Regions from separate parts of the Mus musculus genome. Here region 2 is linked to region 1. Evidence: chromatin contacts called from public HiChIP or PLAC-seq data. All regions are on one chromosome and are shown on one strand. Each heading gives the region's core, a stretch centred on a gene start, on an enhancer-like site or on the middle of the called end of the contact. The rest is flanking DNA. Distances are from core to core; before and after follow the strand shown.

Region 1 (3,474 bases), core at 650-3,149:
ATTAAATGTCCTCAGTGGAAATGGACAAAGCCTCCAGGAAGCAACGTGACAAAGAATTCTGAAAACACTTAACTCTGTGTCTCAGGACTTCTCCTCCTAGGTGAATCCTACCTAAGACCCAGAAGTCTGAAACACTTTACAAAGGTGTGCTTTCAGTTCTATCTATTATCTTCCGCAGTAAAGGGCACAAGTTAACAGAAAGATGCATGCAACCCTATAAAATAACCAGCTGGTGTTCACTTCCTCGGCGAAGCAGGGTGCAGTTCTTCAGAGTTCAAAGGAATTTCCACAACACAGGGATGTGTTGTAATTTTAAGTAAAACTGGAGACCAAAATGTCCAGTTTGAAAGAGAGAAAGAGGGAGTGGGCAGCCAAGGAAGTAGGTAGGTTAGGGGGAAAGGCAGGGGCCAGCTGGGAGGGCTCAGCAGATTAGGGAACTTTCACACAAGCCTGACAACCTGACCTTTATCCAGAATTGCTGCCAGCTGTCCTCTAACCTCCATATACAGGCAAAGTCATTTGCCCACACGTAACACAAAATAAATAAATGAAAATAAAATTTTATAATAAAAAATTACGAACTTTGAAAAGAAATAAAGAAATGAAAAAAAAAGGTTATCAGTGCTTGCTTGGAAAGACATAAATATGTCCCTTTTTAGTTTTTCTGTACTTTTCTAAAGTCTAGATTAGTATAAGTATTGTATGCTATAATTCATTTTACATGCATCTATAAAAATTAAAAATCTCTCCCTGAAGTACTGTCAAAGTTTATAATTACATTTCATAATTTGTAGTTTATAAATTGAAAGTGTATAAATACATTTTAAAGTGAGCATGATGATGATGATGTGAGTTTGGCAGTATTGAACCGGGGCTAAGAGGCACGAAAGTGCTACCACACCCCATTAACAACCGTTGTGTAACAGAACAAGGGGAGACTACCAATGAGAAATTTCAACAAGTTTGCTCAGAAAAAGGACAGGATTAGATAAAACTCCATCCAACAAGGCCGGATGTGTACCGAGAGAACTGAGGAAATAATTCGGGAATCAGCAGTTAACTTGCGACGTGACTGGGTGCAGTCTGACATAAAGCCCCACCAGCCCCACTGTCACTCGCCCCCGCCTCTCTAAGACACAGCCTGTCATAGGTTCGTTTCCCCACTCATTCAACAGTGACAAGAGCTTGTGATGCTATAATCACCGCAGCCGGCAGATTTTAAGATAAATTAAGGATCTCCACAGGGAACCTCAAAACTGCCACATATATAATTGTAGTAGAAAGGGAAATGGAAAATGTGCAGCAAGCCATTCAAATGACAAAAGACTGAAGGAGGGGGGAGGCCCTTCTGGGTAGAGAGAGGTGACATCATAGGAGAGGTACCACCTGAGCTGGGTCTTAAAGGAGGAAGAGTTCGTTCTACACTATTTGGAATGCTCAGACTTCCCATTCCATCCTTGGGTGGTACCGGACTTCGCCCTTTCTCTCAGCACAGTAGCCCTGATGCCAGTACAGCTATCTCTTCCTGATCTTAAAGCACTTCCTCAAAGGCCTTATCTCTTAACAGCCCTCTCACAATTCTGTATTCTCTAGGTCGGCTTCCACCCCAGTAGAGCTGGAAATACTAGATCAGAGTTTGTCAACCTCTGGGTCCTGTCCCTTTTCACAGGGTCACGCAAAACCATCGGAAAATATAAATATTAACATTATGATTAGCAATTAGTAGCAAAATGTCAATTAAGAAGTAGCAATAAAAATAATTTTATGGTTAGGGGGGTGGGGGCGGGGGGGGGTCACCACCACATGAGGAATTGGGTTAGAGGGTCTTAGCCTTAGGGAGGCCGCTGTACTGGAGGATAGAAACTGTCTACTGCGAGGGCAGGAAGTAGTCAAGTTACTCAGAACAAGTCACTGCCATAGGGTCTCAGGAGTGATTGAATAGAGTGTGTGTTTATGTGTTAACAATGTAACAACTGTCAGCCAGCAAGTCTGCTGGGGAAGCTATTGAAAAGGGCTGTAGAGCAAGATGGAAACTGGACTCCTATTGGAATGAATCGTTACAAACACCAAAGTGACAGAGACTACGTGGACCTGAGGTAAGAAAAGGACAAGCACAAGTGCTTGGAATGTTCCAGAGATGCGGACACCACCTGGGGAAGAGAGCAGTAGTGGGTGACATACTTCCTAGGCACAGCCCTCCAAATACCAGAAACTGTCTATTTCCTCCATTAAAGCTTCAACCTTCAACTTTACAAAAATAGCATAACAGGTCATAACTCAGCCATGCACAGAATGACATGTTTGATCAACTTTCTCTTGCTATATTAATTCTTAAAAAAAAATTGAAGTTTAACTTCTGTGTGTGTGTGGTGTGTGTGTGTGTGTGTGTGTGTGTGTGTGTGTGTTGTGTGTATGCGTGTGCATGCAGGTGCCATGAATGTAGAACAGACTCTCAAATCCCCTGAAACAGGCAGGGGAGCCACCCAGTGTGAGCACTGAGCCCCGAATTCCAGTCCTCTGCAAGAGCACCAAGTGCTCTTACCTGTTGACACATCCTTCCAGCCCTAGTTTTTAAAAAGCCCCCTTTATCTAAATTATTCTTAACTTTTCAGGGTGTGTACATCATATTAATAAAATGTCTTGAAAACTATAGGGGAAAAACACTTTACTATTAAAAATTCCAAATACTTATTATCTTCTGAAGGCCTTTATGGAAAAGGTAAAATGGTATTTCTGTTGCCATTGATATTGTTGTTGTTCTTCTCCTTGTTGTTGTTGTTGTTATTGTATTATTGTTGTTGTTGTATGAGGCTGTGTAAGAAGACTGGAAGACAGCTTCATGCAATTGCTTCTCTTCATTCACCTTTACACAGAGTCTAGGAATCAGATCAAACTTAGGTTGCCAGGCTTTTGCGATGAGCACCTTTCCCCACCCAGACATCTTGCCAGGCCAAAATAATTCATTAATACATAGAAAATAATGCCTGTTGGTCTGTGAGTCTATATTGTGCAACACAAAATAAATTACAATTAACCTATATAATGAGTGTGTGAGTTTTCCATTACTGAAGATCTTCCAGTTAAATTCAAAACAAGCTGGATGGCTGATAAGGAGTTTGACTCCAAAAATCTTCAGGGACAGTAACTGACTCTTGGCCTGGGAAGGAATAAGCTTGAGCCAGGAACTCACGGACAGCTTCAGAAGTACAGGAAACAGCCCAGCCACGGAGAGTTTTGATTACTTACAGTCACTTGTTTACTGTTTCAAAATTAAATATACGTAACTGTGTATACCAAAATTCATGAAATAAAAAAAAATGCAAATCCCTACATAATCTAAAAACAGATAAGAGCCTTCTGTAGAAGGATTAACTGTTAACCAATATTATCATCCTGTGTCATCTGGATACCTGTCCAGTTCCTGCTACACACCTATTTTTACAATGTACATTGATTATAACTTTTTATTTCCTT
Region 2 (3,474 bases), core at 365-2,864, 310 kb before region 1:
TGTCTCCTAACTTCTACAGAAAGAGGCTGATATTTGCCTTTTGTGGAGTAAAAGAAGCAGCACTGCTGGGGACCACCAGAAATAACACAAACTGATTGCATCCACAGCAATCAAGTTTGAATATTCCATCAAGAGGAACAAATGTAGATATGCCATCAAATGAAAAATACAATTCACTTAATATCTACTAGAGTGAAAGGTTTGGGGAAAGGGAGAAGGAAGCAAGGATGTTCAGAGGGAAGCTGTAAGTATTATGGAAGAAGTAAATTTTTAGAATACACGATTGTCCCAGTGAGTGTTTCCAGGTTTGACCATGGTCAGAACTTCAGCTTCTAAACACTGGGAATTCATTAGGAAAATGCTTGTCCTTCTCTGTTGCTGGATTTGAAGGTCCATGACTTCCCAGATATGGACACAGGCTCAGGAATCCCAGTCCCTTATCTAACACTTTTAATAATAATAATAAATAATAATAATAATAATAATAATAATAATAATAATAATGTGGGATGTCGTTAAAATCCTCTAAAGTCAATTTTTCTTATTTGTCATAACTATGATAGGATAGTATGTACGTAAAATATACTCAACACATATTTGCAGTTGAAGCATTATTCTCACAGGTAGAAAGCAAGAAGAATACAGAGAGAACAAATTGTAGTATCATTTTCAAGTGGGGGAATCTAAGAAAATAACTGTATGAAATAAAACAGTAAGCTATAGCATCCTTTCTCAAGAAGCTCCTCGTGAGGCGACAGGGAAGGGAGCGGCCGGCATGCAGGGATGCACAGGCATGCAGGGATGCACTGGCATGCAGGGATGCACAGGACTTAGGCATATGGAGGTCTTGAGGATACACAAGAAGTGTCAGCTCTCACAAGTCATATCTGTTTCCTTTCCCTTTCTTGCTAACTCCCAGGGAAGCTTCAGAGACCTTCCTGTTGGTAGTCCCTGTCTTGTATATTGATAGAATATCCCAGTTTTTAAAGATCTGAATCTCACAGGAAAGTGCTAGTAAGACAAAATTTGGGCAAAGTTGAGGTCTGCGAAGTGAATCGATTTTAAATGATTTTTCTGAGTGTGCCAGTGGTGCCTGTGGGATGGTTATTTCAGAGCAGACAAGGATCTTTCAGATCCGTGCAGCTCAACCGGAACATGAGTCATATGACCTGGCTTCTCTTTGAGAAAATAAAATGGACACACAGAGTCTTTCCCATGAAGTGTTTCTAAAAGATGAAAAAAAAAAAATCAGGTCCTTTCTGACAAGAGAAGCTCACTTGTGAGAAACTCGAGAAACATGCTAATAGAAACACATGCAAAGGTGAAACAGGAAGTTCTTGGGTGTTCAGGGAAGACAGAGCCTAATTAATCTCGTCTGCTTCCTGTAGGACAACAATGAGTAAAGCCAGGACACAGAGGAGGGCTGTGGTGAAGGACCAGCAGGGGAAACACATCACCTTGGAGCACCTGGAGGATGTTCCCGGAGCACTGGACCAAGACGACCTCCAGCGAGATCTCCAGCAACTCCTTCGGCACTTCTGCAAGGAGAACACAAAGCAAGAGGCCAAATGAGGAGCTGCCCAGTTCTCACCAGAAACCACAAACCCACTCAATATGCAACTTCCCATTTCTGCGCAGGAGTGACTGAAGTGGCCTAATTACTGGGACCCAGTGACACTTCCACTCTCAGCAAACACACAGCATCTACTTTTCCTTCTTTCTCCCTGCCCCTCTCTAACTATAAGCTAATTTGTGACCAAAGATAGCATCCTTCCTTCCGGATGCTGTATCCACTATTTTGAGCATCCGTGCTAACCTGGGAACTGGCATCTCTATTGTTTGCTTCTGCTCAAGCTCCATGAAACTCCATGAATCAGAAGAACTTCACCTGCAGACTTCTTCAAATGACAGGGGAATCCTTCCAAGGGTATCTATGTATAATGTATATAGCCGAAATTCTCAGACGAACAACAGAGTAAAATTCAAACCACTGCCTGTCATAATTACACTGGGCATCATGGAATAAAAGCCTCTAGATATTGCTGAACAATGGTTAATTATGATATTGCTAACACAATCAAATGGTAATACAGTTCTATGGAAGAAACACTTCAGACTTAGACACGTCCTTAGAACTTCCAGAGTAGCCATTTGCTCTTAAAGCCGTCAGGATCATAATCTTGAAGAAGAATCCCTAGGAGTGGTCTCTAGGACTGGTCAGCCATAGCCGTTGGCTCTTGGACTGTGGCCCTGAGGGAGAGGGAGAAGGACTCACAGGCCAGCAGATGGAAACAGCGAGGTATTCTGGTGCTAGAAGCTTCAGGGGTGGTGTTCTAGCACCTTCAGGTGTTTTTGACTTTGGACACGTTGGCAGGGTATTTTAAAAGCTATAACTACTGTAGTTTTCCGGTGTTCATTGCTGCTTTAGCAAACCACGCTGTCTTACTGGTGGTACTTTCTTCTGGCCACTGCACTGTAGATAATTCATTGGAAACAAGATTTATGCACCACACAAAAGGTTAAATGCTGTCACCATGTTGGAGTGGTTTCTTTTCTTTTCTTTTCTTTTCTTTTCTTTTCTTTTCTTTTCTTTTTCCCCACCTCCAAGTTTATCTTTCCTCTAATACCTGCATGTAGCATCACACACACACACACACACACACACACACACACACACACACACACATCTTCTCATTACACTAATGGTTTTCACTCTGAGTCTCAACTTTCTCGCCATGTCTGCTCTTCAGCTTGCAGATGAGATTTTGGGAAATCCTTGGAAAATTTGGTTCTCATTAATTTTTTTTTTTGGTTTATTTATTCAAACCCCAGTCACTCTTGGAAACTGAAGTGCATTTGTGTGACTTTCTGTTTGTTTTAGAGAAGGGACAATGACAGTCTGAGTGCTCCCCATGCCCTATGTCGAATCCCCCTAGTGATTGAAGCTGTGTAGCATTTTAACATATATATATAAATATATTCACAAATATATTCATATAAACAGTATACGTTTTGAATCAGTTATTTGTTAAAGAAAGTATATTCAATGAAGATGAAATTAAAAAGAAAAAGAAAGAAAGAGAGAAAGAAAGAAAGAGAGAGAGAGAAAGAAGGAAAACAGCCTACCCTCCAGAGACTGACATTTTTCCAGTCCTATCTAGCCTTTTCCTGTGTGCAGAACTGACTCATTGCTCGGAATGTCAGACACAAACACGACAAACAATAGCACTTCATCTTTTTGAGTAACATTGCCAAGAGAAGAATTTTCCTGGGAGAGAGGTTTCCCATCAGGCAAATCTCCTGAGTCCCCGGCACTAGCACTTTCTGGGGGACTGTGTAGAAACAAAGTGTTCTTTGGCATCCAAACTGAGAGAGAGAGGCAGGTGGCAGCCCTTCTTGAGATATGAGGTGGCCATCTTATCAGATCTTTGCCCTGGAGCTCATGAAAAGCCTTTCTGTTGTGTTATTTGCAGT

The links. HiChIP or PLAC-seq counts read pairs in DNA pulled down with a chosen protein or histone mark.
Region 2: an H3K4me3 HiChIP or PLAC-seq map of bone marrow-derived macrophages shows a contact between it and region 1, with 4 times the contacts expected there. The contact joins two enhancer-like sites. A contact is called at or near these places in 1 of 15 datasets of contacts at CTCF or cohesin (the NIH/3T3 cell line), 1 of 484 Hi-C or Micro-C datasets (bone marrow-derived macrophages), 1 of 115 datasets of contacts at active chromatin or transcription factors (bone marrow-derived macrophages) and 1 of 9 other capture datasets (embryonic stem cells).

The regions. Positions count from the first base shown.
Region 1 is chr3:126,607,941-126,611,414 of GRCm38.p6, reverse strand. All of the region lies in intron 2 of Camk2d (calcium/calmodulin-dependent protein kinase II, delta), which reads right to left. Among named protein-coding and RNA genes, the nearest start is that of Camk2d, 13 kb to the right of the region's middle. Within about 2 kb of position 1,899, at least 101 of the 459 cell types and tissues checked have an H3K27ac peak or open chromatin away from gene starts, as enhancers often do. A contact at or near this core is called in bone marrow-derived macrophages, where this site is marked.
Region 2 is chr3:126,921,886-126,925,359 of GRCm38.p6, reverse strand. Ank2 (ankyrin 2, brain) reads left to right here. Exons shown (of 48, transcript NM_001327938.1): 48 at 1,389-3,474. The coding sequence ends at 1,403. Among named protein-coding and RNA genes, the nearest start is that of Gm25501, 82 kb to the left of the region's middle. Within about 2 kb of position 1,614, at least 56 of the 459 cell types and tissues checked have an H3K27ac peak or open chromatin away from gene starts, as enhancers often do. A contact at or near this core is called in bone marrow-derived macrophages, where this site is marked.